2 separate regions of the Mus musculus genome follow, and region 1 is linked to region 2. The links are chromatin contacts, called in public HiChIP or PLAC-seq maps. All regions are on one chromosome and are shown on one strand. Each heading gives the region's core, a stretch centred on a gene start, on an enhancer-like site or on the middle of the called end of the contact. The rest is flanking DNA. Distances are from core to core; before and after follow the strand shown. Region 1 overlaps Gm39463 (a long non-coding RNA gene). Region 2 holds the start of Ccdc13 (coiled-coil domain containing 13).

Evidence for each region. HiChIP or PLAC-seq counts read pairs in DNA pulled down with a chosen protein or histone mark.
Region 1: a CTCF HiChIP or PLAC-seq map of pro-B cells shows a contact between it and region 2, with 6 times the contacts expected there. The contact joins the enhancer-like site here to the promoter of Ccdc13 in region 2. A contact is called at or near these places in 5 of 39 promoter capture datasets (the 3T3-L1 cell line, the HPC-7 cell line, HPC-7-derived erythroid cells and 3 more), 3 of 15 datasets of contacts at CTCF or cohesin (the G1E-ER4 cell line, large pre-B cells and pro-B cells), 13 of 484 Hi-C or Micro-C datasets (the 3T3-L1 cell line, the 63-12 cell line, B cells and 7 more), 1 of 115 datasets of contacts at active chromatin or transcription factors (stem cell-derived neural progenitor cells) and 1 of 9 other capture datasets (liver).

The regions. Positions count from the first base shown.
Region 1 is chr9:122,010,987-122,016,018 of GRCm38.p6, forward strand. It overlaps Gm39463 (a long non-coding RNA gene), which reads left to right. Exons shown (of 2, transcript XR_871388.3): 2 at 1,064-5,032. Among named protein-coding and RNA genes, the nearest start is that of Pomgnt2, 17 kb to the left of the region's middle. Within about 2 kb of position 3,360, at least 11 of the 459 cell types and tissues checked have an H3K27ac peak or open chromatin away from gene starts, as enhancers often do. A contact at or near this core is called in the 63-12 cell line and pro-B cells, where this site is marked.
Region 2 is chr9:121,837,091-121,841,773 of GRCm38.p6, forward strand. It overlaps Ccdc13 (coiled-coil domain containing 13), which reads right to left and starts at 2,371. Exons shown (of 16, transcript NM_028384.1): 1 at 2,321-2,371.

The sequences.
Region 1 (5,032 bases), core at 2,110-4,609, 170 kb after region 2:
AGTTATGTGACCTCATATGGACTCAAAACTGTTTGAGAAGCTTTGGGGTGGACTGTACCAATGCTGGAGAACTTACTTAGCATGTTTGAGTTCTTGGGTTCAATTCCCAGTACTAATAAATAAATAAATAAATAAATAAATAAATAAATAAGCAAGCAAGCAAGCTTTGCTCTGGTGGCCTGGAACTCACCAAGTAGGTTAGGCTGGCTGGCCAACAAAACCGAGAGCTCTGGCTGCCTCTCCTCCTGAGCACTGGGATTATCATTGCATGCCACGACAACCACCCATTTTTCTTCTTTCTTTTTTAATGTTTGTAATATGGGTTCTGGGAACTGAACTCAGATCTTTGTATTTGCAAGGCTAGTGTTTTCCCAACTCAGCCAACTTCCCAGCTCCTGGTACACTCAATCAAATTTCCTGCAGAGACCCAAGAAAACCTTTGCAGCTCAAGATGATTCATTATAAAAATCGCAACCACAGCCAGCAAAGCACAGTTCCTTTCTTGCGTGCCTGTTAGTGTGTGTTCAGAGCATGCCTCAGACATAGCAGAGATGGCTGAATTCTAACCAAGCAATTTCATAGGCAGGACCAGAATGGTCTCTGGCTTCAGCCTGCTGTGATTCAGCCGCCCGAGGCTTGCACTCAGCTCTGGAGTCCTCTTGGAAAGGGATGGATGGGAAATGAGGACAAAGAGGGCATGGAAGGTGGAGTTGTCTTCCGCTTGTTAATGCATCAGAAATACAGGGCCTCTGCACTGAGGTTAGCAGTCCCCTCCAATCTCTCTGAGGTTATTTTTGCATATCCCCACCCCTACCCTCACACAGTGTGGAGAGGGTAGACTCAGAGAAAAGCAACTCACCTGCTCTCCGTGGTCCCTCAGCCTGCCCCTTCCCAGGTGTCAGCTGTCATATTTACTGCAGCCCCGAGCAGCTGCAGGGTAACACTGGGTAACTTTCAAAAATACATGACACAGAAAGCCACACACAAAAGGACGATACTGAAATAATGCACTGGGCTCCCTGAACTTTGTGGTTATTTAAAGCTGCTGGGTTTTTTTTTCTAGCACTGCCTTTCCTGATGCGGCCCAAACATCCCAAACATCCCTGCAGCACCGCTCCTGTTACAGCCTCTTCTCAGATAAGAGAAGAGTGAATGATGAAGCGCACTCGTCAGTGAGTCGTCAGTGTCCTTGAGGACAGGCCAATGAGTGAGGAGCATTCTGTCACCCAGGCCAACTGTGCAAGCGATGTCATCCAGGCCAACTGTGCAAGCGATGTCTCCCAGGCTAACCAGCAAGTGATGTCACCCAGACCAACTGTGCAAGAGATGTCTCCCAGGCCAACTGTGCAAGCGATGTCATCCAGGCCAACTGTGCAAGCAATGTCTCCCAGGCTAACCAGCAAGTGATGTCACCCAGACCAACTGTGCAAGAGATGTCTCCCAGGCCAACTGTGCAAGTGATGTCACCCAGGCCAACTGTGCAAGCGATGTCACCCAGGCCAACTGTGCAAGCGATGTCATCCAGGCCAACTGTGCAAGCGATGTCACCCAGGCCAACTGTGCAAGTGATGTCACCCAGGCCAAATGTGCAAGCGATGTCACCCAGGCCAACTGTGCAAGCGATGTCACACAGGTCAACTGTGCAAGCGATGTCACCCAGGCCAACTGTGCAAGTGATGTCAGGGACAGGGAAGCTTCAAGGGATGTGTCTCTTCTGAAGCAACAGTTTGATTTCTGTCTTCTACTCTATGAAGGCTTGACAAGGTTGCTCTACAAAAATTACTGGATTCTGAGCTGATGGTTCAGGCCCAAGGATGTCAGCAGAGACTTTTGCAATGGGGCAGGACAGGTTTCACGTCAGGCTTTCAAGCTAAGGACAGGCAGCCACCTCCTAAAGAACTGCTTCGGTTGTTCAGTGAGGGTTACATTGTGTTTGAGAACTCACCCCTCTTCTCTCTGTTGGGGGAGGATCATTGCTCACAGACATCCCATCCCCCAGCAGCTGCCAGCTCACCATCCTCATGGAGGACACAGGTGGGTGTGCACACACTGTAAGAGAAGCTTGCCAGCTAACACAAACTAATTTTGACTCTGAAATAAGCAGCAGGATCCTTCCCTGAATGGAGTTTATGTCAGCAATCATCAAATATATTTGGCACCCCTAGTTGCATATCAATAAACACATGGGGTGGTAGCCCTGAACACTGATGGAGCACATTACTTCAGCCAGTCAGAGCTGTGGTATCTTCTAGCAGCAGTTCTGGCAGGAAACACCGCATCTCTAGAAAACAACCCCAACTCCGAGCAGTGGCAATGTGGCAGCTCCCCCACAGCTCAACGCAAGCTTTCCTTCCATCATTTCCTGTTTGTGTGCTCACCTTCCCATGGGTCTTGGTCCTGAGAGCCCTTCCTGTTAAGGTTTGGATGTGGGTTGAGTATGTCCCAGAGCCTGTGTGGTAGAAGCCTGGTTCTCAACATGACAGTGTTGGAAGGTGGAACCTGCCACACCAGCCAAAGCAGCCATTTTTTTTTCTTGGTGAGTGACTTGGGAGGCTTGGTCACTCCACCAGGGACAACCTACACTAGACAACTAGGTCATTTTGTCCAGTTCCCACTTCTGATGCTACAATTTCTGATCCACACTGGAAGATGCCTGGAAGAATCTCTAACACCATTGCCCCCTTTGCCTAAGTCCTATAAGTGGGTGCTATCCTTTTAACAGGATTAGTTAAGTGCAGACTGCAGAGGGCTGGACAGGGAGGTCGCTAAAGAGAAGAAGCCCGCAAAGCTGAGCTCTAAAGTGAGACTTATCAAGGGGCAACAGGCTGGAGTGCCCCCTGGTGGAAACAAGACATGAAGAGCCAGAGGATGGGAGGAGGTGGGGCAGGTAAGCAGAGGCGTGTGGAGAAAGCCCTGCCTGTGTCTAGAACTGAAACATTGTATGCAGATGTCCGAGGACAAGCTCACCCTCCCTGGAAGCCATGATGGCAGCCATATACTTTGTGCTACTGGGGCATGGTCATTTCTTCCATAAGGGAGAGTAAACTGGAGGAGTACAGCAAGGGTGAAGGAAACAAGGTTGAACAGATTATGAATTGATGGGTCAGAAAACACAGGGATGAGAATAAATGCAGAGAAGGCACTGGGGGAGTATTGAGAGGGGTTGAGGTCCTTAGCTGCAAGAGGCAAGAGATGAAATCCAGATATCATTGCAGAAAACAAAGGGGCAGTTGCCAAAAGAATGCGGGACCACTAGATATCAGTAGTCTCAGAGATGTGTGATGTCCCAGCCCACTCTATGGCTAGAACTATGGATGCTGATTGCACCTGCTGGTTACTGCCTGCTTCCCTCTGCTGGCACATCGTGGAACTGCACCTTGGCACCAGGTTCTTTCCTCCAAACTGGCTGAGTCTGATTATCCAACCTAACACCGAGTCGAAGTTTGCAAGCACACTGCATCTTCCAACTCAAGGACCCGAGGCCCAGGAAGGAGAGGGAATCACTATGTGTCTTAAATCACGTTAGTGGATTTGAGAGTCCTGTTCCACCCACAGCCATAGGTGGCCTAGTGTGCCCGGGAAGCCTCTGAGAGCGCACCCTTGTGTTCAACTGCGGCATTGCAGAAACTTGTCCCTGACTCTGCGTTGCAACTGTTCACCCTCCCAAACGGGACAAATTCCAAAGACTCTGAGCTCAGAAAGAACAGGGAACTGTCTGCAACTGGACATAATCATACTAAGCAAATTGATTCAGTATCAGAAAGACAAATGTGACATGTTCTCTGTGGGTCCTAAAGGTTATATAGATACATAAATTCATATAAACAGATGACATGGAAGGAGAAACAGAGCTATCTAGGCCTGGGGGGACCAAAAGGTGGGATGTGCTCAAAGTACACTCATGCTTTCATGAAGATGGCAATAAAAATAAGTAAACACAAGCGGCATTGACAGATCAGTAGAGGGACCAGCTTCCCAGTATCTCAGGCACACTTCCGATCATTGATATTTCCAGGTCCCAGGGTGCACGGGGAGAGAGAAGCAAGACAGGAGTACCTGAGAAAAGCCAAGCCACTCAGTTCTACACATGTTAGTGACCAAAGAAGTCTCAACACAGCGTGAGACCTGAGCATCCACCCCGACCTCGGGAGCTATGGTCTGTTCTCGGCCATGGGCTCAGCTAGCTTCAAGTGCCTGAAATCTTCACACGCTGTGCCAAAGATAGAACCAGACCCTATTTCTGTGTCTCTCTTCCCAAGATGTGCCATCATGTCAGGCTGACACCAAGTCAAGTGAGAATATGTTCTCTTCTGGACAGAGTCCCTAGAATGGCAGGAGTTGGTGGAAGCCAGGAGGGAGGGGACATGAGCTTCCTGTGTCTAAATGCTGATTTGGGGTTTTCAGGTTGTGCCTATTGGGTTGTAAAAGTCCACAGAGCAAAGTTTTCTTTCTTTCAATATTGGGGGTTACACTTAAGGCCAGGCAAGTGCTCTACTACACACAAGCTATTAATGATTTGAGGCAAGGGCTTACATATCTATCCAGACTAGGTTTGAAGTCACTGCTGCCAGGCAGGCCTGGAACCTGGAACCTCTCTGCCTGTCCTCGCAACCCGCAAGTGATTACTATTACAAGTCTGTACCCAAGGCCCAGCTCTGTAAGTACAGCATTGGCGCAATGGAATGACCATTAGCTGTGTGCTGTGTGAAGGGCCAAGCAATGGAGGCCACGAGTATGGAGATTGGCTGGAAGACGGAGTGAGGCAAGGGACACATTTATTGAAAGAAAGAATAACTGATGAGCATCGTCAGGTCTCCAAGACAGCCGTGAAATCCGGGAGAGAGGCAATGACGACTCACTCACTAGGCTCTCTGCTCTTTCCTTCCTTCCTGCTAGGCTGGCGAGAGAGATGGTCATGTGACTGACTTCCAGCCAATGATATAGGGCAACATTTTGAATGCCTGCTCCATTGTGTAACCCCTTCCCTGTTCTCCCCTTAACTCAAGGACAATGCTTACAGTGACATTGGAAA
Region 2 (4,683 bases), core at 1,121-3,620:
GACATACTGCCCCTTGCTCAGAGCCTCAGTGTGGGATGGAGGACTCCGTGTTGGTGGAGAGCTGCCATTCAGGAACAGTAAGGAAACCACAGCAGCTCGGGCGGGGCACCTGGGAGAGCAGCACAGCAGGCGGTCGGCCCAGACTCATTTACTCCTGGGAACAGAGGGTCTGAGGTTGACTGAGCAGATGCTAACCTCATACAGGCAGTGCACACAGATCTGTTCTTCCACGTGGATCTCGGTCTGTCAGGGAAGACAGGCCCTGACCACACAGATGTAGTGAACATGCTCTGAGGGGAAGATGAGAACATGGCCGACACAACCGACTAGCTCTTGGCCTTTGGTCCTACAGACCATCAGGAGTCTGGACACACCTACCTAACCCCTAGACCAACGACCGTCACCCAATGGGCTATTACCATAGTTTATAACTCATGTCTCTCTCTGCTCCTGCCTCACCCCATACCACAGCCTGTTTGTTCTTCACACACTTGGCCCTGACACTGTCCAACATGCTCTCCTCAGCACAAAGCCAGGGCCCCTCCCCTCCCGCGTCAGCACTAGGGGTGCCTTGGGCTCACAGCTTGCACTCTGACTGCTCCTTCTAAGTTCTTGTCTCCGTGTGTTCTCTGGTTGCCTCCTGGACATCTCTGGATTCAATGGGTTTCCACTGGGATGACTCCCCTGAGCTCCTGACAAGCGCTGCCCCTGTCCCCACTGTATATGAGTTACCTTTCCCATTGCTGTGGGCAAACGTGTGACCAAAGCAACTCAAGGTGACTTAGTTGGCTCACAGTCTTGGAGGATACAGCTCACCATGTTGGGGAAGGACAGCACCCACAAGTGGACGGCTGCAGGGGGTCCACTGTGGGGAAGCACGGACAGATGAAGGCTCCACTCCTGCTTTCAGTCTGGGGCTCCGTGGGATGGCGGGTCTTCTTTTCTCAGCTAAACCTCTCTGGAGACACCCTCATGCACTCGTGCACACACACAGAGGAGTGTTTCCTAGATGGCTCTAAATCCAGTCAACTTGCTAGTGAGTATGAACTGTCCCAACCCTTGCTTGTACTCACAGAACACCATCTCCCTGCCCAGGTCATTCACCTTTGCTCCTGACCTGTAGCACACGTTACATACCAACTGTGCTTCCTCCCACTAGTACGTACACTACCAGAGGACACACACTTTAACTTTATTTTTAGCTGTTTGAGACAGGGTCCTGCAAGGGCTGGCCGGATGACCTGGCACTTGCTGTGTAGACCAGGCTTGCCTCAAACTCTTGGCAATGCTCCTGTGTTGGTCTCTCAAATGCTGGCTATGTACCAACACGCCTACCAGGATCATTATTTTCATCCACTTTGTTCATGGCCATGCTACAACAGGACACAGTAGGTGCTTAATGAATATTTATAAAAAAAACATGAAAGAATTTGGCCTTTTTTTTAGACAACTATACTTTGTAACCAACAAACTACCTTAAAACCACAGATAACCCTAATTGCTTACAACTTTTGTTTTCTCTTTAAGACAAGATGTTGGTATGCAGTCCCGTCCTGCTTCAAATGTGAGTATGATTACCAATTTGGGACCAGCATGGGTCTTCTAGTGAGTTTTAAGGCCATCCCAGGCTACAGAGTGAAACCCTACTCAAAAGACCAAGGAAGAGAAAAGCTGTGCGCAGGACGGTGGATGGGGCCTTGAGCACCCATCACTTCTCACCAGCCTGCCACTTTCTAGCTCACCCACGCAGCCCATCCCACCTCCCCATCCTGTATGTTTTTACAAGCCAGAATGAGGGTCAAGTCAGGGCAGCAGCCACGTGCTGAGTGGCAGCTGCAGAAGACCTGCTTTCTAGTCATGCCCACGCAGGTCGCTGGGTCGTTCCTCTGCCTCACGAACCCTCCTCGCGCGGAAAACACGAGTCTGCCCAGGGAGGGGTGGGAACAGCCCGGCCCCAAGGAGAGGCCATTCGCAGGGTCTATGGTTTGGTTTCCCAGTCTTGGCTTCTCGCTGCTCGGCCCCCAGTTCGATCCCCCTCTCCCGGCTCCACTCTAGGCTTCCGATTCGGTTCCTCACTCTCGCCACGGTTCCGGTCCCCACTTGGCCCCTTGTTTGGTTTCCCGCTCTGTCCCTGGCTCGGTCCTCGCTCGGCTCCCGGTTCGGTTCCCCGCTCTCGGCTCCACTCTTGGTTCCTAGTTCGGTTTCCCGCTCCGCTCGGCTCCCGGTTCAGTTTCCCCGCTCAGCCCCCGGTTCTTTTTCCTGATCCGCTCCGGTTCGATCCTCGCTTGACTCCCGCTCTACTCAGCCTTCCTCCACTTACCGCGGCTGCGCTTCGGGGTCTGTCTTAAGGGCCGCGGGCACTTCCTCCGCCCTTCCCGACGCCGGCATGTGCTGCCTTGGCAACCGTCACCAGGGAAACCAGCACGGTCGCGCGCGTCTACGGGGGCCGAGAGAGCCTCTAAAGGTCTGAGCTGAGCGTGCTGAGGGGTCCGGGAAGACCCACAGAACTGCACACACCAGCTGGACATGAGAATGCAAAGTGCCTACGAAGCCTCCACTCTTCCGGAGTGTATTTTATTTAAGGATTTGGGGGGTCTGTTTGTTTTTGTTTTTAAAGGTAGGGTATCATACAGTCCAGACTGGCCTCAAACTCGCTCTGTAGCCATGCATGACCTTGAACTTCTCATCCTCCTGTCCTTATTGAATGCTGGATGACACAGGCTGCACCACCGTGCACAACCGACCTCCAGTGTCTTTGAAAAAGTAGGATGCATATCCTACTGGCCTCCAAGGGTTTTGGAAAGTGGACGGTTTTTATGAAATGTAACATAGTTAACCATATTATCTTTGGAAATACAAAACAAGGCGGGAAGAATGTTGGGTTATGATTGTGATTGGAGTAGGCCAAAATTAATAATGCTAAAACCAAAACCAAACCAAAACAAAACGCTTCCTCCTTTTCAAACAGCGCACAGAACTAAAAGAGGAATGTTGAAAGCGTTTATGGGTCACATCGCAGGATGACAAGACACATCCCTCGCCAGTCAGTCTAGTCCAGTCCAGGAGCTGATTCAAGTTCACCCCAAAACCCTTTTTCAAAAAACAAAAGGTGGAGAGCAGTTGAGGACAAATAATGAAGACAACCTCTGTCTATCCCATGCACATGTGCACCGACACAAACAATTGCACACACCCATACTAAGAAAACCTAGACGTGAAACAACACACAGGCAATTATATCAGTATGGTAGGATTTTAGGTCTTCTTATTTATGAATTTATTTATTTATTTGCATTTTAGAAGATTTTAAAAAACAGTGTGTGTGTGTGTGTGTGTGTGTTTAAGAAAATACTTAAAAAAAAAATCTCCCAGTTTGACATTGCTGTATTTCAGGGACTTGAAGGGAGGCAAACACATAGGAAAAATGAGCTGAGGGAGGCCAGATGCTCTCACTAGCCTTTATAATGTGAAAGTCTCCAGCTATGTTAAACCTGTTTTTCTGCTTCCCATTTACTTAACGTGAGTAGTACATCACTACTTGTGAAGAAGATACAGGGCTGGATACCCACAGCCCTGCATCCACCTGCCCACCCCCTCGCAGTACAGTACAGTGTGTCCAGGTGCACAGCATCTCCTTCATAAAGCTTCTCTCTCTCTAACTCTCTCTCCTTCTTTCTCTCTCTCTCTCTTTGTGTGTGTGTGTGTGTGTGTGCCCATGGAGGCCAGAAGAAGGCATTGGGTCCCCTAGGGTTGGAGTCTGTGATGGTTTGAATATGCTTGGTCCAGGGAGTGGCACTATTAGGGGGTGCAGCCTTGTTGGAATAGGTGTGTCACTGTGGGTGTGGGCTTTAAGACCCTCATCCTAGCTGCTCAGAAGTCATTATTCTGCATGCAGCCTGAGGATGAAGATGTAGAACTCTTAGTTCCTCCTGCACCATGCCTGCCTGGATGCTGCCATGCTCCCACCTTGATGATAATGGATTGAACCTCTGAATCTGTTACTCAGCCCCGATTAAGTGTCCTTATGAGAGTTGTCTTGGTTGTGGTGTCTGTTCACAGCAGTAAAACCCTAAGACAAAGTCACTGGTGGTTGTGAACCTCCTGACGTGGGTCCTCTGGAAGAGGAGGAATTCTTAACTGCTCAGACATGACTCCAGCTGGGCAACTCTTTTTTAGCATAGTTTGGTAAATTTAAACTCTGAAGGGAACCAATCCTTTTCCATCTCGCTTCCCTCCACACCCACTGCATGCTCAGTTTCCCTGGGCCCTTGCTTCCTCTCTGCTTTCTCCTCCCGATGCTCCAGATGTGCTATGTGACCAGAAAGCACAAACCAACAGGTCTTTCTTTTTTATGGTCTTCAGTGGCCTATGTGTTGGGCCGAGGCTGAGAACTGAAAATCTGCATGACTGCCAAGAGGCAGAGTGGATTCAGTAGATAGAACCACAAAGCGGCAGGGTCTTCTCCACACTGCGCATGTGCCATTCACCCACTTCATAATCACGAGGCAGCTGGGTGCTGTGGAGAGAATAGGAGCCAGATGTGCTGATAAGGTCCTCGAAAAGTGCTGCTCCTAGAAGCAAGCCAGGCTTCCCTTAGGATGAGAGCACACCGCATGAGAGGATATAGAATCTCAGCTGGCCTCCTAGGGTATGTATTAGAAAGCTTCAGGCATGAATGTACTG